Regions from separate parts of the Mus musculus genome. Here all the other regions are linked to region 2. Evidence: chromatin contacts called from public HiChIP or PLAC-seq and promoter capture Hi-C data. All regions are on one chromosome and are shown on one strand. Each heading gives the region's core, a stretch centred on a gene start, on an enhancer-like site or on the middle of the called end of the contact. The rest is flanking DNA. Distances are from core to core; before and after follow the strand shown.

What was found. Promoter capture Hi-C pulls out the DNA fragments that hold promoters and counts their contacts. HiChIP or PLAC-seq counts read pairs in DNA pulled down with a chosen protein or histone mark. Capture Hi-C pulls out chosen DNA fragments and counts their contacts.
Region 1: a contact with region 2 is called in a promoter capture Hi-C map of liver, with 3 times the contacts expected there. The contact joins the enhancer-like site here to the promoter of Map3k7 in region 2. A contact is called at or near these places in 2 of 39 promoter capture datasets (embryonic stem cells and liver) and 8 of 115 datasets of contacts at active chromatin or transcription factors (astrocytes, embryonic stem cells, extraembryonic endoderm stem cells and 4 more).
Region 3: a contact with region 2 is called in an H3K27ac HiChIP or PLAC-seq map of thymic regulatory T cells, with 6 times the contacts expected there. The contact joins the promoter of Lyrm2 here to the promoter of Map3k7 in region 2. A contact is called at or near these places in 7 of 39 promoter capture datasets (the C10 cell line, embryonic stem cells, liver and 2 more), 2 of 484 Hi-C or Micro-C datasets (CD4 T cells and CD8 T cells), 4 of 115 datasets of contacts at active chromatin or transcription factors (bone marrow-derived macrophages, extraembryonic endoderm stem cells, memory CD8 T cells and 1 more) and 1 of 9 other capture datasets (liver).
Region 4: a promoter capture Hi-C map of liver shows a contact between it and region 2, with 8 times the contacts expected there. The contact joins the promoter of Casp8ap2 here to the promoter of Map3k7 in region 2. A contact is called at or near these places in 11 of 39 promoter capture datasets (the C10 cell line, cranial neural crest, frontonasal cranial neural crest and 6 more), 6 of 484 Hi-C or Micro-C datasets (CD4 T cells, muscle stem cells, natural killer cells and 2 more), 19 of 115 datasets of contacts at active chromatin or transcription factors (the 230-238 cell line, CD4 single positive thymocytes, astrocytes and 16 more) and 3 of 9 other capture datasets (adipose tissue, liver and macrophages).
Region 5: a contact with region 2 is called in a promoter capture Hi-C map of pre-B cells. The contact joins the promoter of Ankrd6 here to the promoter of Map3k7 in region 2. A contact is called at or near these places in 5 of 39 promoter capture datasets (the C10 cell line, cranial neural crest, liver and 1 more) and 2 of 115 datasets of contacts at active chromatin or transcription factors (large pre-B cells and neural progenitor cells).

What each region holds. Positions count from the first base shown.
Region 1 is chr4:32,516,782-32,522,365 of GRCm38.p6, reverse strand. All of the region lies in intron 2 of Bach2 (BTB and CNC homology, basic leucine zipper transcription factor 2), which reads right to left. Among named protein-coding and RNA genes, the nearest start is that of Bach2os, 52 kb to the left of the region's middle. Within about 2 kb of position 3,040, at least 71 of the 459 cell types and tissues checked have an H3K27ac peak or open chromatin away from gene starts, as enhancers often do. A contact at or near this core is called in astrocytes, fibro-adipogenic progenitors, liver and 1 more, where this site is marked.
Region 2 is chr4:31,960,280-31,965,493 of GRCm38.p6, reverse strand. Map3k7 (mitogen-activated protein kinase kinase kinase 7) reads right to left here and starts at 1,387. Exons shown (of 16, transcript NM_172688.3): 1 at 1,112-1,387. The coding sequence starts at 1,231.
Region 3 is chr4:32,796,755-32,802,449 of GRCm38.p6, reverse strand. Lyrm2 (LYR motif containing 2) reads right to left here and starts at 2,191. Exons shown (of 3, transcript NM_175364.4): 1 at 2,115-2,191; 2 at 1,700-1,840; 3 at 182-1,307. The coding sequence starts at 2,159. The coding sequence ends at 1,227.
Region 4 is chr4:32,613,755-32,618,659 of GRCm38.p6, reverse strand. Casp8ap2 (caspase 8 associated protein 2) reads right to left here and starts at 3,190. Exons shown (of 11, transcript NM_001122978.2): 1 at 3,168-3,190.
Region 5 is chr4:32,946,921-32,952,625 of GRCm38.p6, reverse strand. Ankrd6 (ankyrin repeat domain 6) reads left to right here and starts at 1,800. Exons shown (of 16, transcript NM_001012451.1): 1 at 1,800-1,879.

The DNA of each region.
Region 1 (5,584 bases), core at 1,791-4,290, 560 kb before region 2:
CTGAGTTGTCTAAGTCTCAAGATATTTGTAAGGCATTACTTTCAGGTATTAGTTTCCCTCCCTGAACAAACCTTCTATTTAGTCCTGCTGGGTGAGCAAGTGCAGTCAGTCACACAGGCCACGGTTAGCAGCAGGCCCTAGCTTGTATTTTCCTGGGCTTGACATAATGACTGAGCCATTTAGAAATATTGTAAATGCTGTACACACCCTGAGATTCTATATACCTTGAAGTGGTAGGAGGATAAAGGCCCAAAGCCTTTCCTTTTTAATAATCTCTTGGCAGTCCTTCACATTAACCACCCGGCCACCTCATCCATGTCAATCATCTCATGGACACATCTGAGGATGGGGCCAGGCGATACTGAAATCTTTGACAGCAACAGGAAAAGAAACCAGATCTAACTGTAAGCAGAAGGGGAGGGTGGTGAGCAAGTGAGGGAGGGTGAAGGGCACCGTCTAAAACACAGTTTAAAAATGCGTGCTGATATCCCACAAGTGCAACGAAGAAAGGGCAGGACTTATGAGAACACGGTTCTATATGAGGTAAAGGTCCCAGGGATGTTTCTGGATCCTAAGATCTCCCTGTCTGGATGTCTCCGACTCTAGCTCCTGTTTAGTTATTTGTTCTGAGCCAACAGCTTGCCCTTGCCCTGGACTGGGATTTCTACATAGTTCTTCCAGGTCTAAATGATGGGCTTGAATGCAAACTCTAAACAAAACTGAAACAGACGATCAGCCACGGCCCCATATTTCAGTTGGCAGAGAAAGGACCTTATGTTGACGCTGGCCTTTGATCATAGATGGCCACATTAGGACTGAAGCTGGCCATCAGCTCTCTAAGACAGGGCATGGGAAAATGCTAGGATGGCTAGACAATCGTGATTTACTAAAATAGCAGCAGCAAACAACAACAAACAACAAATAATCCCCCGCCAACAAGAAGCCCCTTTTCTTATTAGCTGACCCAGAGCTTGTGACACGATACTTCAGTCTTATAAGTGTTGGAATTACGTGTGTTTACTACCACACTTGGCTTCAGAAGCCTTTAATCTGACGTCAAGATTTTCAGATTTCTAGAACTTTTTCACCGTGGCAGCCTGACACTGTACCTAATAAAACACAGCTGCAGAAACAAGGCTCTCCAGGCGGAGGGTTCAAAGGCCACCGTGTCTGCCATGAGCACCTCCTACGGGCCCTTGTTGTCAAGTCTCTATTCTAAGCACACCAGTCTGTAGAACTTCAGCCATTCCTGAAGAATTCACATGAAAAGCCTTTGCCATTTTTTTTTTGAGGGGTTGGGGGTGGGAGTGGGGCAAGGATCTGAATAAATAGGTCGGCATTATTTTAAGAGCAGACTGCAGAATCTCGGAGGGCAGGCGAGCAGAAGAGGCAAAGGAATGCTAACGAATAGTGTCAAAGCTGCCGGGGCGTGCTCTTGAGGAACAAAATATGCTTAGAATGTATGTCTCAAACAGAGCTGTTTTTGGGGCAAAGAATAGAGAGAAAATTGGCTTAAAAAAAAAAAAGGAAAGGCGGCTTGTGAAACTTAGTGACACGTCAGAGGTCACTGGCAAAAAATGTCTGGGAACCACTGTTACACTCTGGCTGAACCTTGCAGGGCTGCGTCCACTAATTCCGTGTCACGTGTCACTGTGAACAGGGCCACATCCTCAGTATCACTCTTCTCTTTCTCTCGCTGAAACTCCCATCAGCACCAAGAGCAGGATGAGCCCCCTTATATGCTCTGGGAGGGAGTGGGAGCCCGAGCAAAAGTCACTGCAGCTTGGAAATTAACATTTTCCCTCTGAGCCGGCAGACACCAACTTTCAGTGAGTTAATTTGTAAACTGAAAAGTTCCATGACAAGGTTTTTATAAGGCACTCTAATGATCCTATTGTGAGATAGCTAGCAGAACCCGGGACCTGCTTCATCCCTCTGCTGGATGGCTTCGTTTCTTACCTCTGTTAGCCACGAGTTAGATACATGTTGGCCTTAGGTCCTAAGCAACTGGAGCCCTTTGCAGAAAGTCCACCCAACTGTTTGTCCCTTTTCCCACCTGCTTCTTGTATAGATTTTTCCATTTCAGTTACTGGTAAGTCACAACTGTCTAATCAACAGTTATCCTGGATTCTTCTCTCTCTCTCTTTGCAGTCTTCCTTTGTGCCAACTACCTTTTTCCTGGACTATCACAGTAGACACTACTTGTATCCTGTTCTGTCCTTGGCCCTTGGCAGGCAAGTCTCAACTCTGCATTTAATGCTTCCATTTGAAAGGAGATGCTAACAGTCTTTCTTTCTTCCTTCCTTCTTCCCTTCCTTCCTTCTTTCTTTCCTCTCTCTCTCAATCTCTCTCCCTCCCTTCCGTCATATGTGTGTGCATGCACACACACACACACACACACACGAGCACGTGTGTGTGCACACATGCATGTGGGCACATGCATCCCACCGTGCATATATGGAGGTCAGAGGAGAAACACGGGGATCAGTCCTTGTCTTTTATTTTGGTTGAGATAGTCTCTTGCTCCCTGCCTCCATGCTGGCTTCTCTGATTGCTGTAGGAGCACTGGGATTGCCGCCACACACGCCTGGCTTGACATGGCTTCTGGGGATTCAGACTTAGGACCTTGAACTTGCATGGTGGGGTGGTTTGAGTGAGAATCCCCCACGCAACCAAAGGCTCATATATTTTAAGGTTTGGTCCCAGTTGGTTTAAGATAAGTTAGCAGGTATGGCCTTGTTGGAGAAGGTGTGTCACTGGGTGTGGGCTTTGAGGTCTCAGAAAGCCCATGCCATGCCCAGTCTCCCTCTCTCCCCTCCATCCTTCCTTCTCTCACCCCCCCCCCCCACCCTGCCCTCCGGCCCTTGCTCCCTGCCTGTCTGCCTAGGCACCTGACTACTGCCATGCAGGCCGTTGACTAGTCCTCTGAAACTGTACGTGAGCCCCCAGTTAAATGCTTCTCTTTGATAAGCTGCCTGGGTCATCACGTTTCTGCATAGCAACACAACAGTAACAGGATTTGGCAAGTGCTTTACTCAGTGAGCTCACCCGAGGCCCTGCTATTTGTTTACTGAATGACTGTCATTCTGAGTAAGTGACATGGAATCCTAGCTTAGTTTAGATTTGTTTTTCTCTAATGCTAGTGAGCTTCAACATTTTTTCCATGTTTACTGGCCATTTGTAGTTCATCTTCTGAGAACTTTGTTTCACCAGCTCATTTATTGATGGTGCCATTTGATTTCTTGTGGTTTTCTGAGTTCTTTTACTCTATATATTTACTCTCAGCCAGCTAGCCAGCCAGCCAGCCAGCCAGCCAGCCAGCCAGCCAGCCAGCCAGCCAGCCAGCCAGCCAGCCAGTCAGCCAGTCAGTCAGTCAGTCAGTCAGTCAGTCAGTCAGTCAGCCAGCCAGCCAGCCAGTCAGTCAGTCAGCCAGTCTGTCAGTCAGTTAGTCAGTCAGTTAGCTCCCTTGCTGTACAGAAGCCCCTTCAGTTTCACGAGGTTCCATTTGTCCACTGTTGGCCTTGATCCCTGAGCCTTTGTCTATGCTTATATCTCAGAGTTTTCCCTATTTTTCCCCCTCAGAGTTTCATGTACTACATAATAAGGCCTTTGACCCATTTGCAGGTTGTTTGTTTGTTTGTTTTTGTACAGACTGAGAGGGAGAGAGTTCTGGTTCCATTCTTCTATACATGTGGCTGTCCAGTTTTCCACCCCTGTTGAAGAGGCTGTCTTCCTTAGACATACAAGATGATGTCACTTTTTCTCAGTTACTATCTGTAATATTATTCTGCTTTATTTTGCTTCTAGCACTTATTGTAATTGAAATGATCACATTTCCTTATTTGTTTTACATGCTAAATATAGGCCCATGAGAGTGGCTGTTGACTGTGTTTCCCCATGGCTAAATACTCTGCCTTAAAACGCGACTGGGCACGGCACGGGTACTCAGTAGAAATTTCTCTTCTCCCCTCCTCCCTTTTCCTGTAACCTCTCTTCCCCCTCTTTCAGTTCCTTCTTCTCCTCCCTCCATTCTCCTTCCCACCCCTTTCTTCTTCTCCTCCCCTCCCTACCTTCCTTCCACCCCAGCCTCCTTCACGCTGGGAATAGGTGCTTAGGCTAACCTCAAATTCCTAGGCTCAAGAGGACCCTGTGTCTCAGCCTCTCAAGCAGCAGAGGCAACAGCCATGAGCTGACGACTTGGCTCAGGAGGGACTTCTTGAAAGACCACGACACTATAGAAAACAAACAAGCAAACAAACACAACACAACTCCAGTTTTTTCCCAACCCCCCCTTTTTTTTGTTAAACCAGAAAATTCTGATTCACAGAAAAGATGAAAGAGATGCACCACCGCCATCTATATTTATCTGGGGGTGAATCTGGGATTCTGGAAGGAGATGGATTTATGCTAAATTGCTAAATTTTGCCAAGTTTCATGCCCTCCTTTTTTTATAAATATCTATCTATACTTGTAAGATCACATAGAAATCTCGCCCTCTTCCTCCCCAACCATCTGAGAGTAAGTCCTGACACTATGACATTTTAACTCCAAGTACTTCGCCATGCAACTGAGAACAAGAACAATATCCAGAGAAAGCAATGTTGAAACCATAGGCAAAGCTCTCCCAGTTTATATTTAGCTTCTACCTGCTCTGGATGCCCTTCAGGGTCGCAGTATAGGCCAGATGACACACTGCATTTGGGCTTGCTAGCTCCCTCTAATCTAGGACACTTCCCATCACCCTGTCTCTGTGACAATGATAATTTTTAAAAGTTCATTCTAGTTTTCTTAAAGAATGATCCACAGATGATATATGCTAATAGCTCTAAATTTAAAAAGGGAAATCTATTTTCCTTCTCTGTTGTTAACAAAAAATTAAAAAATAAAAGTGGGTTCATTTTTTTCTATTTGTCTTTAAATTTCATGTTTGTTGATTATTATCTGTTAAAATCTATTTTAAAGGTTTTACTTTGTAGAATATCTAAGATGTTCAGATCAACAGTGGATTCAAAGGTGCAGTCAGTTTCTCTCGTGACAGCGCACTCACAGTGTCCAATCACGCTGCAGTGGCCTTTCCCACTGGTTCATTTCATTTTATTTTTATTTTTTAATAAAAGGTACCTGTGCACATATGTCTATTTATAACCCACACATGCATACATATTCATATAATTATATTCATGAGTTCATTTTTATATTGGAAATGCATATTAGTGTTCCTTGTTTCTTGCAAAGGGAAGCAGGCGACACTGAAGGGAATCCCATTCAAGATTCTAAGGTCTGTAGCACATGCTTCCCAGACTGGATTCAGGCACAAGGTAGCGACAGAGGAAGGCAGCGTGGACGGACCTCAAGGACTCTGATCTAGGAAGGATGCTTCTAGGACCTGGTGGCATCTTTATCGTGTCTTTATTGAATGAAGCACAGCGAAGGATGGGAATGGCTTCTTTTCTGAAATGCCATCTGTGAAATGATTCCTGTAAAGACTGACACATCCTCAAGGCAGCAGCTATTGGAGATACTCCATACACATCCAGAGCCTGGAGTGAGCCTGTGGAGGTATATCTGAAAGCACACACATGTA
Region 2 (5,214 bases), core at 138-2,637:
CTGATAAAGTAGCAATCACTCCCATCTTACAGTTAAGGAAACGAACACACAGAAAGCAGTAGGAAACCAAGTCCCACAGTGCTCTGTCTATCTCTGAAGCGTCTTCCTCTGTCTCAAACCTTCCCCTATCCAGCACACTTTTTCTAAGATAATCATGCTCTCAATGAACACACTCATCTCTGGTTAGTTTTTGTGATACAAAGATATGACTTAGTAGTCCTCTAAGGTAAAGATGTATTTATTGATTGTTAATTTGCTTGCATCTTTTAACTCCTTACTATAATACTTTAAAAATGAAGAAAAGACAACTCAGTCTAGCTATAAAAAACCCACACATTAAGGCACAGAAAATGCACAGTGCTCTTAAAAAACGGTTAAACTCATAGAAACTGCGTGAACGCGTTTCTAACCAAAGCTTCAACGAGTTCTAAACGGCATTTTGAATATATGTACAGATTTTTTCCTCTTCAGTAAATATTAAGACTCTTAGAAGTCACTGGCCCCACTGTGAATCTGAAAATAGGCGATGAAGTGAAGACACTCTTCCACCTGAACATTGAATTTATTCGGTTTTTCTAACAGCGATTTCTGGTGTAGCGTAATATTCTGACTGTCACCATAATCACTACTTGCCTCTTCAGACTATGCTACTTGAAACATGTTTTCATAACAGACTTAACGTTACTAGAGATTGAAATTCATCTACAGAGCCCAATAGAAGGTAGAACTACCTACGGTATCAGAGAAAGAAGAATCCGGGACCAGGGGAAGCACCGTGAGACGTTCGACGTTCTCTTTACCAGCCTGTCCCAAGCATCCTTTCGTGTCACACACTGCGCTAGAAGTCACACAGACAGACAAGACAGACATACAGACAGACAGACAGACACACACACACACACTATCCTGGACTCTAACACCACTACCAGCGAGCTGAAATCCCGCGGCCACCAAACTTTGCTCAATCTATTTACGGATAATTGAACTGCCGACCACATAAGAATCAGGTAGAGAATCACAGATTCAGACTCAACCCCCGAAGCCCATGGGGAAGCCGCCTCCCGCCCGGGATCCCAGGCGGCGCGGGGCAGCAGGTCTCGGCCTCGCTCACCTCTTCCACCTCGATCTCCTTGTAGTCGATCTCTTCGAAGTTCAGGACCTGCGACGGCGCTTCGATCATCTCACTGGCAGAAGACGAGGAGGAGGACGAGGCGGCGGAGGCTGTCGACATGATCCCCCGCGGCGCCCGGGGGGCCGCGCCCGCCCTCCGGCTCGCGCAGCGCCCTTCAGCCCGGAGCCCCGCAGCCCCGCCGCCCGGCGCTCCGTGGCGCGGGACCGACCCGGGCCACCGCCGAGTCCCGGCTTCGGCTCCTCAGCGCTTTCCGTCGCCGGGCCCCGCCCACCACACTTCCAGTTCCGGTTTGAACTCGGAACTGGGAGGGAGGAGGCGCGCCTGCCGGACCCGAGCGGGGAATTTCCTGACCCGGGGAGCGAGTGAGGGAGAAGCCGGGGTAGGGGCGGAGTGGAGGAGGGCGAGCGCGGAGCCGTGGGCCCGAGGAACAGGTTTCGCGAGACTTTTGCGAAAGGGCCTCGGCGGCAGGAGGATACCGCGAGACTGGACGCCGTGACGTAGTAAATGTGCGCGATCGGAACTGGCGCGGAGCGAGCCCGAAGGCGGACCGGTTGGTCCTGCGGGATCCAGCGGGAAAGATGAACTCCGTCGCTTTCTGCCTGTTTCTTTTGAGCCGCGTCGTGCCTTCCCCTGCTCTGTGCTGGGCGGTCTGCGGTCAGGCAGCCTAGGGTTTGTCTTGTGCTCATTGGGCACCTCTTCATGTCGGGTTTTCAGCCGTGAGCCCGTTACTTTTTTAAGCGGAACCCCGAGCTGGCGAGGGGGTTCGGGAGCAGCGGTTAGCGCGCGCCATCGGGGGGAGCACCGTGACGCGTGAGCGCTCACTAATGGAAGTTAGCATCGTAGAGAGACACCAGTGGCGTTTTACACACTTCCTAAGGCAGTTCAGATGGCTTCGCTTTGTCACCTTCCCGAGGCTGTCGTCCACAACAGCCCCGAGGGTTTGGTTTGAGAATCCGTGGACACACCAAGACGACGGATTTTAAGAGGAGCCACTATGCCTCAGAGCTATAAGGAGAGTCACGCTTCATTGTCCTTAATGTTTATGTACAGCATTTTGGCGACCTTTGAGGACATTGTCTTTGAAGGACTAATGTCTCTGAAGGATTGTTGAGTTTAAGGGAGATCATAGGGTGGTTCCTGAAGACTACCCAACAAGATTAGGATTGCTACGGTAAAGCCCCATATTCCGGGGTTACTAGAGTTAAGATAACTTAATTGGAAACAAAGTTAATAGTCTAATGTCTAGGAAAGGACGAAGGGCACAGGCTTGAACCTTAGGCAAAGATCCACTGCTAGTTTAACCTAAGATACCTTTATAGGAAGGAATGTTGCCTTTGTGTCGGCAGTCTTCATAGCAAATGTTGGTTGTACTGAGATTATTTATTTATTTATTTTTAACCCGATGAGGAGTTTCAACTTCGAATAAGGGGCACCTTTCCCTATTTATGGTCTCATAGCTTTTCCTTTCCTGCCTTTAATGCTAGTGCTGTATGCTTACTAAATACTCAGCAGTAGCATGGCAATTCAAGTTTGAGTGTCACAAGTTAGGTCAGAGAACCCCAAGATGGAAGGTATTGCCCATGTTGTATGACCAACACGATTTTAAATTTAAGCTAGGTGCTGAGTTTTAGTTGATTTGACTGGAAACCAGTGGAACCATTGGAGTTAAAATTAGTGACCAAGGATGCGCTCTTGAGAATGTCAAGTCCTGCGCTTCCTAACAGGCTGAAAGGAGGGGAGAGAGAGGGATCCCAATTTCACTACACGGGAGCTTTCTCATAGAACAACAATCTAGGATAATGTAAAAAAAAAAGAGTAAATTGAACATGTTTGCAAGTAGATCATTGTATTTGACAGGAAGCTACTGTGAGCTACCATTCTCATTTTGTAAGTCATAGTCACAGTGACAAACAATAGTTTCTTCCTGCTGCACTCACTTTCTAGGCAGTTTTACCCAGGGTCTTGGCTTTCAGCATCACTGTTATGACAATGATTTCTGATGTATTCTGAATACTAAATTTTTACCGAGTTTTGGACCTGTTGGGCACCTGTATCTATCAAAAGATGCAATCTAAATGCCTAAGCTCACATATCAGAGTGGTAATTCACCATGAGGCTTATGAATGCCTGGGATGAAACTTTCTGGGTTGGCTGGGTGGGAATGGGTTGGGATTCAGGATTAAGATATTTGAATCTCGAGGGCAGTGGTGGCCTTTAATCCTAGCACTTAGGAGGCAGAGACAGGTGTATTTCTGAGTTTGAGGCCAGCCTGGTCTACAGAGTGAGTTCCAGGACAGCCAGGGCTATACAGAGAAACCCTGTCTTGAAAAACCAAAAAAAAAAAAAAAAAAAAAAAAAAAGGTATTTGAATCTCCTATTTCACAGGTGATGAAGTTTCTGGTGAGACTCTGATCTGGTTTATAATTTTGAGACAAAGAAACTTAGGCCTTTGGAACTGAGAATCTGGGAATTGACAAGGCATATTTGAGAGGGTATTATTCATTTATCTGCTGTTTCTCTTATCTAGTAATAAATATTACTGAGATGAACATCATATACTTAAATCTAAAGTTAGGATATTGTTGGGCAAAAACTTTCCCGATTTTCAATCAAATTACTTTCCCTGGGATATTTTTAGTTTGCCTGAGCTTTTAAAAAAATGTGCCAACTAATTGCTGTTAGGATGTATGTCTTTTAAAAGCACAGGTTTTAGAATTCTGTTATAATTTCCTGTTCCAATTCTGCTATAATCTCTTGAATAAATTAAACTCTCAACTTTAATGTCTCCCTAATACTAACCTCAATGGATTATGAAAAAATTTAGATGAGTGACTGATAAATAAAATTAACTCTGGAATAATTATTAGTTTACTATTTTCCTTCCTTGGGTATGATAATGGAGGAAACACTTATCCACTGTGGGGCTGGGGGAGCTGTAGGGAGCAGGCCTGGAACACGAGTGGGTCAAGGCATGTCCAGATTCCAGAAATCTCATCCTGAGATTGGTGGGAGTGGGACTGTTTCTCATCTGCCCCAGGCCTCCATACGTCTGTGCACATAGCCCTGTGCCCCCACCTTTCCCCCACCAGAGAAGATCATGGAATCCAGTAGCCAGGTTACATTTCCTCTTTCCTTATAAGGTCATGTCCAGCAGCACCTGGAATTCTTCCTTATGCAAATGAGGCACCTCCTGCACCCTGGCCCTGGCCAAGGATGTACACTCACCCCAAAGGTTTAAATTTAAAAAGCCTTTGTCCCTCCCATTAAAAGACCTTCCTCCCTGAAGCCCAGAGTCTATTTTCTTCACACTGGTTGTGACCACAAGAGTCAGGTCCCTATGAGTAGGGAAACGGTGAATATTGAAGCGGGACTGAGAACAACAATCTGCCACAGACACTAGGTCCTAGTGACCAGGAGATTCTGTTGTCACAGAAATACTTACCTGCTGACTGGCTTGCACTTGAAAGTGGAGTCTGGCTTAGGTTGGTAAGTGGTTGAAGAAGATGCGTAGGGATGAGCTGGGATGAACAGTTTGGGGAGCTCGCATATGGGGATGTGTAAGTCCCTTGTGTAGTTTGAACCTAGAGGAGGAGGACAAGGGTTAGAGGCTAGCTTTGCTCAGACTACCATATTCTGGTGAAGTCACTGTTATTAAGGTAGGATGGAATACATGTAATATATTTCTTTGAACACTTAGTTATCTTGATTTGGAATATGTATTTAGACATTTAGTATATTGGCCTCTGCTTGTACTCTGGGGCCCTCAAATGTTAGGTCTGTTTTTTGTGTAGTGTGAATGTGAGTGTGTGTATGTGTGTGTGTGTGAGAGAGAGAGATTTCTGTCCCTATGTGCTGGCAGGTTATAAGTCAGATATTCATAACTTGGATTTCCTGTTTTGTGAATTCCCCAGGAATGTGTCACTTGGAGCTCTGCCCAATCACGACTTCGGAGATAATGATGCTGCATTTCCTTACTACCCTACCCTTTCACTGTCTTTCCATTACTGTTTTATTTCTACATCTGCCATCTTCAATTACTTTGTTCCTGGTTTCTTTTCTCAACCTTACTGTCCTAGTTAGCA
Region 3 (5,695 bases), core at 942-3,441, 840 kb before region 2:
GATCCTAGTCAGCCTCTGTTTGGCTTCTCTGTGTTGATGGGCCTTCTGTTCACAGTATAAGTTCAGATTCATCAACAAGCTGTCACTTTCAAAGATTCCACTAAATTGTCAACTTTGTGACCTATTTCTTTTTCCAGTGTTTGCAGGAGAATGCAGAGTACAATGCTCCTTAATGATGATTCTTTTTTTTTTTTTTTAAAGATTTGTTTATTGTATTTATAGGTACACTGTAACTGTCTTCAGACACAACAGAAGAGGGCACCAGATCTCATTACAGACGGTTGTGAGCCACCATGTGGTTGCCGGGATTTGAACTCTGGACCTTTGGGAGAGCAGTCAGTGCTCTGATTCATCATTTCATGAGGATGTTAGGTGCAGGAGCTGAACTGCCCACCCAGTGCTCCCTCTTCTTGGTGTTCTTAGCTATTTCCACTAAAGCTCCGCGAGACCTCAGTCTTATGGTTATCAAACCATGTCACACCTGAAGAAAGTCACTTCAGAACTCTGAAGGACAAAGCAGGTTATTCAAGCAAGATCTAGCGCTGTTTCTAGCCAGTTCTTAACCTTCCTAATGCTGTGACCCTTTAATACAGCTCTAATTTTATGGTGACCCACAACTGTAAAAATTTTGTTACTTCATAACTGTAATATTGCTGTTATGAATCATAAATACCTAATACTAGACCCCCGTGAAAGAGTTGTTTGGCCCCAAAGGGGTCATGACCCACAGCAAGAGAATCACTTTTCTAGGGCAGTACACTGCCAGTCCTGCATCTGACTTTGTAACAGCTTGTGATCACATCACAACATACACTCATTTTGGTTTGTGTGCCACAGTGCCTGTGTGGAGGTCGGAGGGCAACTTTCTGGAGTGGTTTTTTTTTTTTTTCCACGATATGAGTGTCACAGGGACCAAACTTCTGTCCTTGGCAGCAAGAGTCTTCATGAGGAGCTATCTTTACCAGCCCTGTCCTCATTGCCTTTCTAAGAATTGCTAACTAGTCGTCTGTTTTTCAAAGGGGCTGCCATTTCACCTTCCCTCTGAGCAATTGAGGATTCCAACCTCTCATCTTGACATTAGTTCACGTTTAATTATTACAGCCACGGACTGTAGTGGAAATATTAACACGCTTCACTTATATTCTTGATCAGAGTGATTATCACCTTTTTGGGTGCTCTATGACAGTGGCTCGGAGCCTGTGCAAAACACATGAAAAATCTTCCAGTTACGAGTTGGCTAAGGCAAGCGTCCTTTCTAGTTCCTTTAGCTGCATATTGCCTTGGGTTATCATCATTCGGATTGTATCCTGTGGAGGAAAGGACAATCTAGTCATTGTTTTACCAGCTTAACCACGGCAAAGTTCTATTATTGTATCTGGTACAGTCAAGAACCAACAGTGGCTGTTACAGGTTGTAGCTGTGGGCTTACCAATGCCCAAGGCACTACATTCAATCCTGTCACCAAAAGGCACTCCCCCCATCCACCCCCCCCCCCCAAAAAAAAACAGTAGTGTGAAGTGGAAAGCTGGACGCTAGGCTACACAATACAAAGCCAGATGTGCTGCAAAACAAATGTAAAATACCCAGTGGGCAGTGAGCAAATTCTCTGTGGCATATTCCAAGGTGTTCGCTAAACTTCACAAGCTCAGTGATACAATGGGACAAAGGAGCCGTGGCCCCAGCGTGGTCTTGCTCTCACCTCTTCTGTGGCACTTTTGTTTCTTTTAAATTCTTCCCTGGCCCAATCCTGAAGGTATTTTCGGTCAGAATCACTTGGAACTTGCCTAATCGCTCGCAAAATCTTTCTGTAGAGGAGGAGAACTTGCTGCCTTCTCATGAACTGCTCAAGGGAAGGAGAAAGACAAGTTACCACAAACCAGCCGGCTCCACTCAGCAAGCAGAAATAGCCCTTTGGTCCTCGCTAGCAAACAGAACAAGAGAGAATCCTTGCGGACCGGCGGGCGGGCGGCTTGCGAGGGCGGGGCACGCCTAGCAGCTCCGCCCTCGGGAGGCTGAGGCTGTCGGCCGAGGCCCGCGGTGGCCGCGGCGAGCCAGGTCGCAGGGGGAGCGCGACCACACAGGACACCTCCGCGGGGCTGAGAGATCAGCAGTACCTGCTTCAGCGTCAGGGCTGCGGGAGGCAAGCGGGATGCCGCCATGTTGCCCACGGAAGCTGCTGCGGCTCAGGAGCGGAAGTGGCCCTCGGGCACCCTGGTCACGGAAGCGGAAGGAGGAGACGGATGCGCGAGTCCTGGGTTTTCCGCGGAGAACCCAGGAGCTCGGTCGCTTTTACGGGAGGGGAGAAAATGTGTGCCTTTTGAGCACCCTTGCTGTGTATAACTGAGAAGACCGCCATTATGCTGGCAAATTCCGTTTGCATCCTGGAAGCTTCTCTTTTTCTCTACACTTTATCCTACAGCACGCAGGTCGCCTCGATCGTTGCGACTCCGTGCGCTTTCCCTACTCGTGTGCCCTCTCGCTTTTTTGTTTTTGTCCCCCACATCACATACCCAGAAGTCAGGTTATTGAATCTGCTTCTCGTGTTTTGTTTTGGTTTTTCAATTTTTCTCTAACATGGGACGTTGGGGATCAAACCTGTATCATCAGGTTTGGGGCAAAGCACCTTTAATGTCTGAGCCATTTCAATGGCCCTTGGATAATTTCTTTATATAGAGAGCTTTAACTCTACATTAACATATTTGTTTCTTTTTTTGGTTTTTCGAGACAGGGTTTCTCTGTGTAGCCCTGGCTGTCCTGGAACTCGCTCTGTAGACCAGGCTGACCTCAAACTCAGAAATCCGCCTGCCTCTGCCTCCCAAGTGCTGGGATTAAAGGCGTGCGCCACCATGCCCGGCTAACATATTTGTTTCTTTTGAGACTTTACAATATTGTCTTCTACTCACAGCTGTTGTAAAAGTGTATTATTATGATCAGTTTTATATTTACTCCACGTAAGTTATTTTCATTTATGACACACTATGGATCTAAGTTCTTTTCCAGCCACTAGACTAAAAATTCAAGATCATTTATTAAATAATTCATGACTTTCTCAGGTCATTGTAGTAATCTTTTTGAATGCAGGGTCTTTTATTGTCTAAATAATTCGATCAGTCTTGTTTTATCTCGGCCAGGTATCAAGCTATAAATTTTGCTTTTTATGTTGTTGTTCTGGCAGATCCAGTAGTTTCTTGTTAGGATATTTTCTATGACCCTTGGAAAGGCACTGAGCTAATTTCCACATCACCTGGGGATATTTATAAGATTCATAATTAGTGCTGGGTCTAAATTGGGCACCGAGAACAGGTATTTTGTACATTCTTTTCTCTACACTCATGTTAGCCACAGGCAATGTTGTCATATAGATATATACTCCCTGTCTCAAAGATTTATACTTTGAGTAGGAAAGCTTTGAAGGTCAATGCAGTGTTACTTAATTGACTGAGAGTAGGTTCTTGCCTCAAATAACTCTCAGCGCCAAAGCTCAGCGTACAGTCTTTTTAAAGACAAAAGACGCAATGCCATCATTGTCAGGTGTAAGTCAGGAATATGGTAGTATTTGTTTTGACTACACAACCAGAAGATATTTTGATTATGTATCTGAGGCCATGGAAAGTCCCAAATGTGTTGCCATAATGGATGTGACGATTCAAGGGGTTTAAGGGACTAAATATGTGCCTGAGCCAACACAAAGCAGGGTAAGATCGGGACAAAAAGACATTACCTTAGTCACTTCATTTCTCACTTCTTTTAGTGACTTTTATTTTAATTTTATTTTTTAAAATGTGTTTATTTTATATATATGAGTACACTGTAGTCATCTTCAGACACACCAGAAGAGGGCATCGGATCCCATTACAGATGGTTGGAAGTCACCATGTGGTTGCTGGGATTTGAACTCAGGACCTTTGGAAGAGCAGTCAGTGCTCTTAAACGCTGAGCCATCTCTCCAGCCCCTTTTTAGTGGCTTTTAAATATTTGATTTCTCAGAGGGAGCAGGTACTGGTTCTTCAGAATCCTTAGACCTACAAGGAGGATACAAGGACTGGGGCTGGAGAGATGGCTCAGCAGTTAAGAGCACTGACTGCTCTTCCGAAGGTCCTGAGTTCAATTCCCAGCAACCACATGGTGACTCAGAATGGTCTGTAATGACATCTGATGCCCTCTTATGATGTTTCTGAAAAGAATGGCAGTGTACTCATAAAATAAATTTTTTAAAAAAGGCTTTAAAAAGTTATCATTTTCGGGAGGCAGAGGCAGGCGGATTTCTGAGTTTGAGGCCAGCCTGGTCTACAAAGTGAGTTCCAGGACAGCCAGGGCTATACAGAGAAACCCTGTCTCAACCCCCCACCCCCACCCCCACCCCCCGCCAAAAAAAAAAAAAAAGAGTTATTATTTGTAAGAGCCAACTGACATTTAGATGCATAGTTAGGAGTAACTTCATGAATAAATCAGATAATTTTTTAGAAAGCTATTACTTTTAGATACAGCCATTGGGGCTAGCCCCATAGGACCATGAGTGACCAATATGACCATGGGTCTAAATGGGGGAAGGAACATCATGATTTCCAACTCCACATCTCTGCTTAGTTTCAGATGGGTGAGCCCAACTGGATTCCAGCTTTGTAGCCAGAGCAGAGTTGGAGAGCCAGTCCCTGTAAGTCTCTGGAAGATGCGACTGCTCTGGGTGGGCCTTCACAGTCTCGGTCTTCTCAGGTGGTGGTGGTCTCTCTACCAATGAAAGACCCCACCATAAGGCTTAGCAAGCTAGCTGCAGTAACGCCATTTTGCAAGGCATGAAAAAGTACCAGAGCTGGGTTCTCAAAAGTTACAAGGAAGTTCAGTTATAGATTAACAGTTAAAGATCAAGGCTGAATAGCACTGGGACAGGGGCCGAACAGGATATCGGTGGTCAAGCACCTGGGCCCCGGCTCAGGGCCAAGAACAGATGGTTCTCAGATAAAGCGGAACCAGCAACAGACACAGAAGCCCCGATAGACGTCAGTGTTAGCAGAACTAGCTTCACTGATTTAGAAAAATAGAGGTGCACAGTGCTCTGGTCACTCCTTGAACCTGTGTGTCTGCCAATGTTCTGACCAGATATGTGCCCATTGTTGAACCTTCATTAGACCCTCTCCTCGTACCCCTCCCATACCCATTTCTTGAAAATAGACATTGTTTAGAACTAAAAAGTCCCACCTCAGTTTCCCCAAATGACCGAGAAATACCCCAAGCCTTATTCGAACTAACCAACCAGCTCGCTTCTCGCTTCTGTAACCGCGCTTTTTGCTCCCCAGCCCCAGCCCTATAAAAAGGGTAAAAACTCCACACTCGGCGCGCCAGTCCTCCGATAGACTGCGTCGCCCGGGTACCCGTGTTCCCAATAAAGCCTCTTGCTGTTTGCATCCGAATCGTGGTCTCGCTGGTCCTTGAGAGGGTCTCCTCAGATTGATTGACTACCCACGTCGGGGGTCTTTCATTTGGAGGTTCCACCGAGATTTGGAGACCCCTGCCCAGGGACCACCGACCCCCCGCCGGGAGGTAAGCTGGCCAGCGGTCGTTTCGTGTCTGTCTCTGTCTTCGTGCGTGTTTGTGCCGGCATCCAATGTTTGCGCCTGCGTCTGTACTAGTTAGCTAACTAGATCTGTATCTGGCGGTTCCGCGGAAGAACTGACGAGTTCGTATTCCCGGCCGCAGC
Region 4 (4,905 bases), core at 1,941-4,440, 650 kb before region 2:
TTTGGCATCAGCTACTGGCTAAGCTATCCCACCCACCCTGAGCTGTCTTCAGAACAGCAATCTAACCGTGCTCCTGCTGTGCTTAACCACCTTTGGGTGCTCCTTGCTGATCAGGACAATGAACACACTTGCTAACAGTTCTGCAGAGGTCTTGCATGCCAGTCCTGTACCACTGAACCAGTGTTATTCTGTTCATGGTTCTTCTCCAACCCCCAGCAGCCTACGCAGATCACATGAGTAGCTCTATGAGCACACTTGTTCTCTCCCGGTCAGCAACTCTGAAAAGTGCAGACTGTCTGCTCAATACTCTACCATTATTTAACTGTTATTTTGGCCAAAGTAATGTCCCCTAGGCACAATGTCGTCCCACTAGGTAAGGACCTCTGATATGTTCTTCTTTGGGTTTTAGGGAGCATATGGGTGAGAGCATTGAGACAGGGCTCTCCATGTAGCCCTGGCCATGCAGGAGGTCAATCTGTACACAAGGCAGTGTGCAAACCTAGAGTTCACTTGCCTCTGCCTCCTCAGTTCTGGGACCAAGGGTGTGCGCCACTTCACCTCACATTGTTCTATATCTTTATACCACTGTGTCCTTTCCCTAGAGGACTTCTTTCCACAGTTCAACTGTTGCAGAATATTTATCACACTGCAAACCCAGGATCTTGTTATTTACCTTTTTTTTTTTTTTTTTTTTTTTTGGTTTTTCGAGAGAGGGTTTCTCTGTATAGCCCTGGCTATCCTGGAACTCACTTTGTAGACCAGGCTGACCTCGAACTCAGAAATCCGCCTGCCTCTGCCTCCCAAGTGTTGGGATTAAAGGCGTGCGCCACCACGCCGGCTCTTGGTATTTACTGAAAAGCTCTGTTTCTAGTTGTGTGTCTTGGCCCTTAGCACACACCTTAATTCTTCTGGCTGGAATACAGACAGGCCCTCAGTACACTCCTGTAATTCCAAAAATGAAGGTAGAGTTTGTAAAAGGAAGCACCCATGTTTGAAAGCGGTGTCCAATTGAGTGGCAAAGTGCTGAATCAGAGAAAGATTTGACAGAACAGAGTATGCTCAACTCTCACAAGAGTAGAGAGGAAAGGGAAGCTACTAAAAGAGCAGTGCAGAGAGAAAAAAAGTAAAAAAGGAGAGAAAGCAGCTTTACTGGGACAGGTGTACAGAGACAGGTTGCAGAGAGAGAGAGAGAGAGAGAGAGAGAGAGAGCGAGAGAAAGAACAAGCTAGACACAGGAAGACAGAACAAGCCAGACAGGTCAGAAAGAATGAGAAAAGATGAGCTTACTCAGCAATAAGTCTCAGAGGCTGAAAACACTCCAGGACTAGATTAGATTGTACAGCAGCTAGAAGCTTTCAGGACTCAGGCAGTAAGCTTCGGAAATGACAATTACATCAGGTGATTAAAGTTACATTTAAATTCAACTCTACATTCCCGTGGGATTTGAGAAAACACGTCCACCTTGCTGACAGTACAGGCCCAGGTTGGACAAGGGTCATCTGTTTTGTTCCCCACCATCATCAGCTCTTAGCACTGTCTGGCATAGCGGTTAGTAGTTAGTAAGTAATAAAATAATTTGTTAAGCTAATGAAATGCCAAATTAGTTAAAGATGATTCCGAAATTTCTACCTCTGATAAGGTGGAAGGCATTCTTTTAATGGTAATGGAGAAATAAAGAAGACCCGGTGAATCACTTGTACAACAATCAGGTGAAAATGTCGGTCTGGGTTAGAAATAGAGTTGGATCCCTAACAGATTTTTCTTAAAAGAAAAGGAGAGTTAAGATGATTTGGGGCTCATTAGCATCATGGTGACAGGTATATTAAAAAAAAAATTACAAGTCAGTGAGTCTCCCAGGGTGGGAAGATAGGAGAAGAAAGAGAGAGAGAGAATATGAAAGGTAGAGGAGTGAGAGAGATCTTTCTATACTTCTTCTCATCTCCCATCTGAGTTACTACTGAGAGGAGTGGTACACCTTTGAAACATGCAGAGGCCAAGTTTTAAAAACCAAGAAGCTAATGATTGATTAATAACAGCTGCTGGGCTAGGAAGGTTGCTCAGTAGTGTGCAGTCCTCACAGCTTTGAAAAGGCCAGTCCCTAGCACCAAAATGTTCTTTAAAAATTTTACAGGTTGATAACCATTATCTGGAAGGATAAACAGCTTCAACAGATTCATAAGCAAATGCATAGAGAAAGGGGTCATCTAATCTTTTCTGAAAGCAGTATGAAGTTCAAATTTTTCAATACACAAAAGCATACATTTGTAGAAGGAAAACAACCAGGCAAAAGCTAAGAGGCAAATCTCACTCTAGGTTCTGAGGATGAGACAGGCATGAAAAGCAGCATACATTACACAAGTCAAGTATTGATATAAGTGCGCTAAGTACTCCTTTAAATTATCCTGAAGCTCCTATCAAGTCTATATTATTCCTTATCCCGTCTAAATAGATGAGGAACCTAACAGAGCCAATTAGAAAATCTGCTGCAGCCAACAGCTAGAAAGTGGAGAGCTGGGATAAATTCCAGTCAGATGTCAAAAATCAAAAACACCCCTTAAAACATAAATCTCTGGACATATCCCGTAAGATGGCAGGAAATACTATGGAAAAAAAATAATTTGGGGTATGGTAACAGAGCCAAGAAGTCTTGCCTAGTGGCCTAGTCCCTTCCAAGGCGGGGTTGAAGCTCATAGGAGAAAGGCCTTCAGCGAGAAGTTTGGTGTTGGTGTGGCGAGAAAAGACCGCCAAGAGGATCCTTGAAGCACTAATGCTTCCTGAGAATTCTACATTCCCATGTCAGGGATGGTTCGAGGCGCTGCGGAGAGCACATAAACAACTTCTTCTCTCAAGCTTTCAGCTTGGGAAACTGCCCCTGTCACTGATCGCCCGACCCTCGGGACAGCCCCTTCTCCACACTCACCGAGAGCTCGGCAGTAGGGACTTGGGAGACACGGGTGGGGGAGGGGAGGGGCGCGCTGTAGACCCGGCGATGTTCCGGGTGCTCGCCCCAGCGCCCCCCGAGACGCTCCGAGGGGCGCTCCCCGAGGACGGCAGCTGGCTCCTCGAGGCCCAGCCAGGCACAACCCTTCGCCCAGAGCGTAAGCCATCCCAGGCGGCACCCCGCTGCCTCTCCCCAGCAGCCCCGCGACAGGCCCTCAGGAACTTACCCGGCCGGCCAGCCCCGCACAGCGGCCGCTGTCCGGACGCCAGGCGCTCCGCCGTCTCCACCAATCGCAGCTCACGGTAAGGACGCCAGGGCGGGACCGAGCGCCGACAACCAATTAGATAAGACGCAAAGCACGTCTCGGCGCACACAGCCAGTTCCCGCCATTGAAGGCGGAAAAAAAGATTCCAGTTGGCGCCAAACTCTGGTACTTACTCTTCTGTGGCTCCGAAGGGAAGTGGGCGGGCCGTGACCTCAGTGACAACGGGGCGGGGTTTCTCCGCGGAAAAGACGTCACCAGAGCGGAAGTGGGGCGGGTCTGGGAGACGCTAATGAAAGGGAAAGTAAAGGTGGAGGCTCCTAGCTGTTTTGGCTGAGAGCAAGTGGAGAAGGCTTGAGGTCTTTAGTGTATAAATTGTGTCAGCTGCGCGCTAGACAGCGCTAAGATCTGACCTTTAAGATGCCATCCTGGATGGTGAACGTAGCGTAGAATTACTAATTCAGCGGGATAGAAGAAGGTTTTTGTTTTTGTTTTTCCGTATTAAACTTTTTTATGTAAAGCCGGGCGTGGTGGCGCACGCCTTTAATCCCAGCACTTGGGAGGCAGAGGCAGGTGGATTTCAGAGTTCGAGGCCAGCCTGGTCTACAGAGTGAGTTCCAGGACAGCCAGTGCTACACAGAGAAACCCTGTCACGAAAAACCAAACCAAAAAAAAAAAAAATATATATATATATATATATATATACATATATATATACAATAAATTATTTTTATCGTTTTTCCCCTACCCGAACGCATCTCTGATCCCACCTCCTTACCCACCGAACTTCATGTTCTCTTTCTCAAAAAAAGAAAGAAAAAAGGAAAAAGAAACAAAAAAGAAACCAGTAAGAAAAAACAAACAAAGCCAAGACAATACAAAACGAAACAAAAAGCTCAGACACAAAAACATGGAATTCAATTTATATTGGTCAACTACTCCTGGGTATTGTCCCTTCCCCAAAGTCTGGCTGATAGACCAGTGCCACTCTACTAAAGAAAACTGCTGTCTCCTTTCTCTGCAGGTTGAATTCAACTGCAAATACCTCCTCAGGCTTGAACCCCAACGGGTCTTATGAGGGTTATCGGCCTCTGCATTCATATATTTATTAGTCCTGTTGTGTCTGTTCCTTGGATGACACAGTTCTTGGAGTCATCCGCCACCTCTGGCTGTTGAGAGTCTCTCTGCCTCCTTTTGGGTAATGGGTCCCTGATCCTTGAGGCAAAGGGTTTGATGAAGGCGTCCCATTTAGGGCTAAGTGCTCCAAAGATTCACTCTCTGCCCATTGTTAGTTGCTTCCTACTGTAAGAAGTTTCTCTGATGAGTCTTGAATAATGCAGTGATTTAGGGGTATAGCGCTATGTCGTGATGAGTATTTTATTGGCCTTTGCAGAATCATAGTAGTAGTTTTACCTCTAGGCTTATGAACTATCTAGTCTCAGGTTCTTGGCCATTTGAGCAGTGTCAGATATGGTCTCACTGAGCAGACCTTAAATCCACACAGAAAATGGTTTGTTATTCCTATAGCATGCACGTCACTATTGCACCAATATGTGCAGGGACCCATGGCGTTGACCTGGCATAGATGCCTTGAGAGTCATGCAGCATAGGTTTCTCAGTTTAGAGTCCATGGCTCCTGAAGCACGATGCGCCTTCCCATTCCTGAGAGACCAAATGCTTCAGGCAGTGAAGTACTCAGTAC
Region 5 (5,705 bases), core at 551-3,050, 990 kb before region 2:
GCCCCTTCTCCTCTTTCATTTCTTTCCTTTTTATTTTTCAAATTTTAACGACCCATCCAATGAATTTCACTGAGACTGTTTACAGGAGGAATCATGGTTCCTTCATGAGAGTTACAACACTGAAGAACCCCTCCCCCCACTCAACTGTTAACTGCGTGTCAATCCTTAGGGAGGGGAGAGGATTTCTCACTGTGGATAAAAGAGAAATAATTACTTTGAAATGTCACGTTTACATACTTTACGTCGGGAGCTCTGGAGTTTAGTTGAGACCTGCTCGCAGAGCAACCTGGAGCTCTTAGTGGGTAGGGACAGGACAGGCGCCTCTCCTAACAGTTTCAGGTTGGGAGTGACAAGATTGAAAACAAATTTCTCCCAGAAGAGTTTTCACACTTTGCTAAATAAAACAGCTGCTGAGACTGGGAGGGAACGGCGGACGGGGGTTGGGGGTGGGTGGTGGGTGGTGGTGGTGGTGGCGGCGAGGGTGGTAGGGGGCGCAGAGTGGGGGAGCATTCCCAAATAGTTTCGGAGGATCAAGTGCTTAACTCTCTTCTAGGGTGGGCGGGGAGGGGGTTTTGGAGTGTCTCCTGTTTGAAGCTTTCAGGAGGCAAAAGGAAACAGATACTCTAAGGAAAAGGAGGTTCTCTCCTTGAAACCCAGCTATATTCCAGAGAGGGTGTGAAAAAAAAAAATCGCTTCACCGTAAATTTATCACCAGCCTCAGGTAAGATCGAAGCGTCATGTTCACCGTTCTACCTGCTGACCTCTCCACCTCTGTGAGCAAAAGGTTCCATCACTCATTTGTCATCAGATCGTGTGTGTGTGTGTGTGCGTGTGCGCGTGTGCGTGTGCGCGTGCGTGAGAGAGAGAGAGAGAGCATGCACATGCGCGCGCATGCATGCCTGCATGTGTGCATGTATGTGTGTTAACTTTCTTGCTTGCATTTATATGTATATCGGTGCTGAGGGATTTGAATTTGGGTTCTCATGCTTCATCAGAGCGCACTTTACCCACTAAGTCCTGAGCAGCCAACCCCATGAGATTTTTCTTGAGTAGAATGGCATTCATATAAGGCTGGAAATAGCATTGATTATCTGAGCCTGGTCATTGGGACTGCTATGAATTTGAAATAAACACATTCTTTGAAGTAACCTTTTGTTTACATTAGGCTCCAGGCTTACCACACTCCTAAATCGCTCAGTAAGTTGTTCTTTTTCTTTTCTTCTTGAGGCAGGCTCACATAGGCCAGATGTTGCAGACATTTGTTGGAGTGTAACCCCCTAGTTTATGCTGCCCGGGGAGCTCTTTTAGGTACTGAAAAAGTAGCTGTGGCAGTGAGAGACAAAAACAGTCAAGACAACAGTATGTAAGGCGTACTTGGAACCCGCGGGTGAGGACTGATGTCCCTGCTGGTCCTTCACCAGGCAGCAGCGGGAGAGAGGATGCCCGACCCTCTCTTTGCAGCAGCTTCCTCGGTTTCCATCGGCTCCAGAAAGCCGGCCACAGGTGGAGGGCTGGAGGGTTCTCCGCTCAGTCCATCCAATTGGTGCGCCTGGTGCCCGATGCCGCTGAGGAAACAGCCCTCAGCGCGGGTGTCCTCCCGCTGCTCGTGGGTCCCAGTGGGAGCCACCCCGCACCTCCGGGATGTGCGGTTCGGGAGGATCGTGTGCAATGACCAGCGGCCGCTGCGGGGCGCTGTAGCCCTGCGGACAGCCGGGTGGGGCGTGGCCCGAGGGGCGTGGCGTGGAGTATGGGGCGGGGCCGGCGGGGCCCTCAGGCATCCAGGCCACGCGCGGTGGAGCGTGGGGCGAGCGGCTGCGGGCAAGGAGCGCAGCGGCCCGCGAGCTCCGTGCGGAGCGGCCGGCCGGCGCGGGAGCGAAAGGTACTGGGCATAGTCGCCGGCTCCTGCGAGTGCTAGTAATCCTCCAGGAGCGCTCATGGGGACACTGGGAGGGGGCGTCGCTGGCAGGGGCGCGCTCCTTAGTGGCCGTCTGGCTCCGGGCGCTCTCGACGTCGCGCGTGTGGGGAAGTGCTTGCCCTGCAAACTCTTCCGCAGCCCAGGGCAAGGGCAGTTCCCACGGTCGTTTGGAGCACGGCTGGTCCCGCGGGGCCTTAGGGCCTTGTGCGCCGCCTTTCGGGCTCAGGATTCTCTTACTTGCCTAGGGCATTGAAATGTATCGCTTCCTGTAGATTTGGGGAGCTGGAGAGAAGGGGGATCATTATGGCTGATCCAAAAGGAGTTGTACTTTGTGAAGCTGGCCAAGAACGTTTCCCCCGAAGTGCATTGAGAGAATTCACGTGGTGGTAAGGTGTGTGTGTGTGTTTACCACTTTGATGGCATGAGACTGAGTTGTGAAACCACCAGTTAGGTGTGCGACTGGAAAACCCACGTCTTCAAGCCTTAATAGTTAGAGCTGTGAACTGAAAGCATCATACATAACCTTGAAGTTGACATCAGGCTTTATGGCGGGCATCGTTCCTGTGAGGCGAGGCTCTTGGCTGGTGGTAGCCATGTGTATTAAATTGATACTGATTGAATGTAATGGAAAGAACTTGGACAGTGACCAATCACACCCAGGTGCGAGGTTGTCCCAAGTGTTCAGATTGATACTGACTAACGGTTTCTCATCTTTAAAATATCTGTTACGTGAGTAGTTGGGATAATTAACTTCCTTTGTTACCCTGATTGTATACTTAGCATATGGTGAGTAAGTTTTGTTTTGTTTTATCCTGAGAATACAATGGCCAGAGGATGGCTCATCTGGCAGACTCTTGCCACCAGACAATTGGAGTTTGATTCGCAGAAGGTGTGACAAGGTGGAACTGACTCTCTCACCAGTCGTGGTGTCCTCTGACCTCTTCATGGGCTGAGGTTCATACACACACACACAACATAAATAAACTAGGAATTCATATTACAATTAGGAGGGGTTTCTGCCCTCTCAGCTTGAGGGAAGGAGCAGTCTGAGAAAAAAAATGAGGGAAAATTGGACACCAGACAACAGTTAGTTATAAATTGTTGAGAAGTCTAACCAAAGCTGATTTTTAAAATCAAAACCATCACAATAAAAATGCTAGCCCAAGGGGCTGGAGAGATGGCTCAGCAGTTAAGAGCATTGGCATCTCTTCCAGGGGACCCAGGGCCAGTTCTCAGCACCCACGTGGCAGCCCACAACTTCACAAATATCTGCAACTCCAGTTCTAGTGAACCCAACACCCTCACACAGCCATGCATGCAAAACACCAATGCACATCAGCTAGAATAAATAAATTATAAAAATGCCAGGCTGGGGGTCCATGCCTGTAATTCCAGCCCTCTGGAGGCTGAGGCAGGGTCATTAGTTTGAGGCTAGCCTGGGATACACAGCAAAATTCTGCCCTCAAAACAAAACACCCAGCCTTGTTTGTTAACTCCTTGTTTGACCTTGGTAGCTAGGACCAAATGTTAACCTTCGCATTCTCCTTAGCCCATCCGTGTTTCCAAAGCCGATATCTTCCATATGAAAGCCCAATAGCTTGTGCTATAACTCAGCTTAGCAACGTGGCACACAGCTAATTCCCAAAGTCCTCTGCTCCACCCAGACAGATTCTGGTGCCTTCTGTGAACTCTTGCTCAGAGAGATGGAATACAAGAATAGCTAGCAGGCACAAGTACCCCATTACCCAGCCGAGGAACCCTTCAGTTACCATCCCCACCCCTATCAAATCACTGCTCTGCGTGTCGTCTTAATTCCCCCTTTGCTTCACATTTCCACAACAATTTAGAGCATTCTCGAGTTAAAAGCAGGATATCAAGAGGAAAGCGGAAGCCAGGGAAAGCTTACAGTTTGAGCGGGAGACCGTGGTTTCCCTGTGGTGGACTCGGGCGTGTTCAGTCTGTGTAGAGAACTGTGTCTTCCCCTCACTTAGAGGCTTTAATTTTAAAAGCTTGCTTGAGTCCCTAAGAATTTGGAAAACAGTAATTTGTGACCCTGTGTCTCAGGGAAAAGGTTTTGTTTTTTTTTTTTAAATACAGCTCTCAAGAGAACATTGTTAGGGCTCTGAAGGGTGAAACGCCGAGTGTTCTTTCCCAATGGCTTTACCCCACAACTCTTTGTTCCTTAGTGTGTTCTGTCTGTCACTGTTATTTCTTCAGGATAAACACAGCTCTCCTTCAGTGGTTCCTTTTTTCTTTTCTTTTCCATGAGACAGGGTGTCTGTGTGTACCCAACACACAGAGATCCTCCTGCCTCTGTCAGAGTCCCTTCAGTGACGGTTGAACAGCAAGCTCTGAAGTCTCACCTGAAGGAAAGCCTCCTGGAGAGGCCCTGGGGTCTTTGCTGTGTAAGGGAGCTAGCTTGTCCTGGTATTCTTAGGTGTAGGTAGGAGTGGGTAGGTGAAAACAACTAGGTAGGTATTTAGCTTCCACTTGAAAAAGTGATGTGTGTAAAAGTTCTATTTATTTAATTAAAAAAATTTTTTGAGATTTTTATTTTAAATAAAATAATATTTGATTTTTTTGGGGGGGTGTTTTGCCTTTGTGTAAATCTGTGCACCGTGTGTGTGTGTGTGTGTGTGTGTGTGTGTGTGTGTGTGTGTGTTTGCAGTGCCCATGGAGATCAGGAGACTGGAGTTAGCAGGTTGTGAGCAAGTGGCCGCTCTTCCTTTGAAAGAGCAGAGAATACTCTAACCCCGAGCCATCTTTGCAGTGCTGTATTTATTTATGTACGGGCAGGGTGTTGCTATGTAACTCTGCTGGCCTCAGATTCATGGCAGTCCTCCCTCCCTACTGTGTCTGAATGACAAATGGGGGGAGGGGGGCATCTGCTTGCCTGGCTCCTGGTATGTTTAAGTAGCCAGTCACTAGCAGTCACTAGCCTGTGCCTGTCCTGTGTCTCCTCAGGACACCACCCCTCTCATTTCCTGTCCACAGCAATTTTTCCATAACAGCCAGCTCTGGAAATCCAGCTATTGTAGGTACAGATTGGGAGTCCCGTGCTGTGTTCCCTATCCCCCACCCCCAACCCCACTACGGTTTCTCTTTGTAGTCTGGCTGTCCTAGAACTTGATCAGTAGACCAGGCTGCCTCAAACTCATAGAGATCCCACTGCCACTGCTGGGATTAAACATTTGGGACTCAGTGCTTCAGCTGGGATCAGCACTTGGGGACGATGTGTTCAGTACACTCAGCTTGTTAAATGTAATAGATAGATGACTCCCGTGAATTACAGCTGCAGAATACCCAGCCAAGGGTCCAGAATAGTACTCGAATCTGGAAGTATGCTTACGGACTTGCAGACTCTATGATTTTACTTATGTGGCATCACACCTGGAGTAGTCAGATTGACAGGGACAGAAAATGGGTTTTGGTTTACAGCGGGTATGGAGAGCATGCTGAGAAAGCATGAGCTCTGAATCCAGTGGTATGTTTGAAGTTGTTTCTTTCTATTTTTTGTTTGTTTGGTTGGTTTTTGGTTTTTTTGAGACAGGGCTTCTCTGTGTAGTTCTGGCTGTCCTGGAACTCACTTTGTAGACCAGGCTGGCCTCGAATTCAGAAATCCGCCTGCCTCCGCCTCCCGAGTGCTGGGATTAAAGGCGTGTGCCACCATGCCCGGCCTTTTTTTTTTTTTTTAAGATTTATTTATTATTATATCTAAGTACACTGTAGCTGTCTTCAGATGCACCAGAAGAGGGCGTCAGATCTCATTACGGATGGTTGTGACCCACCA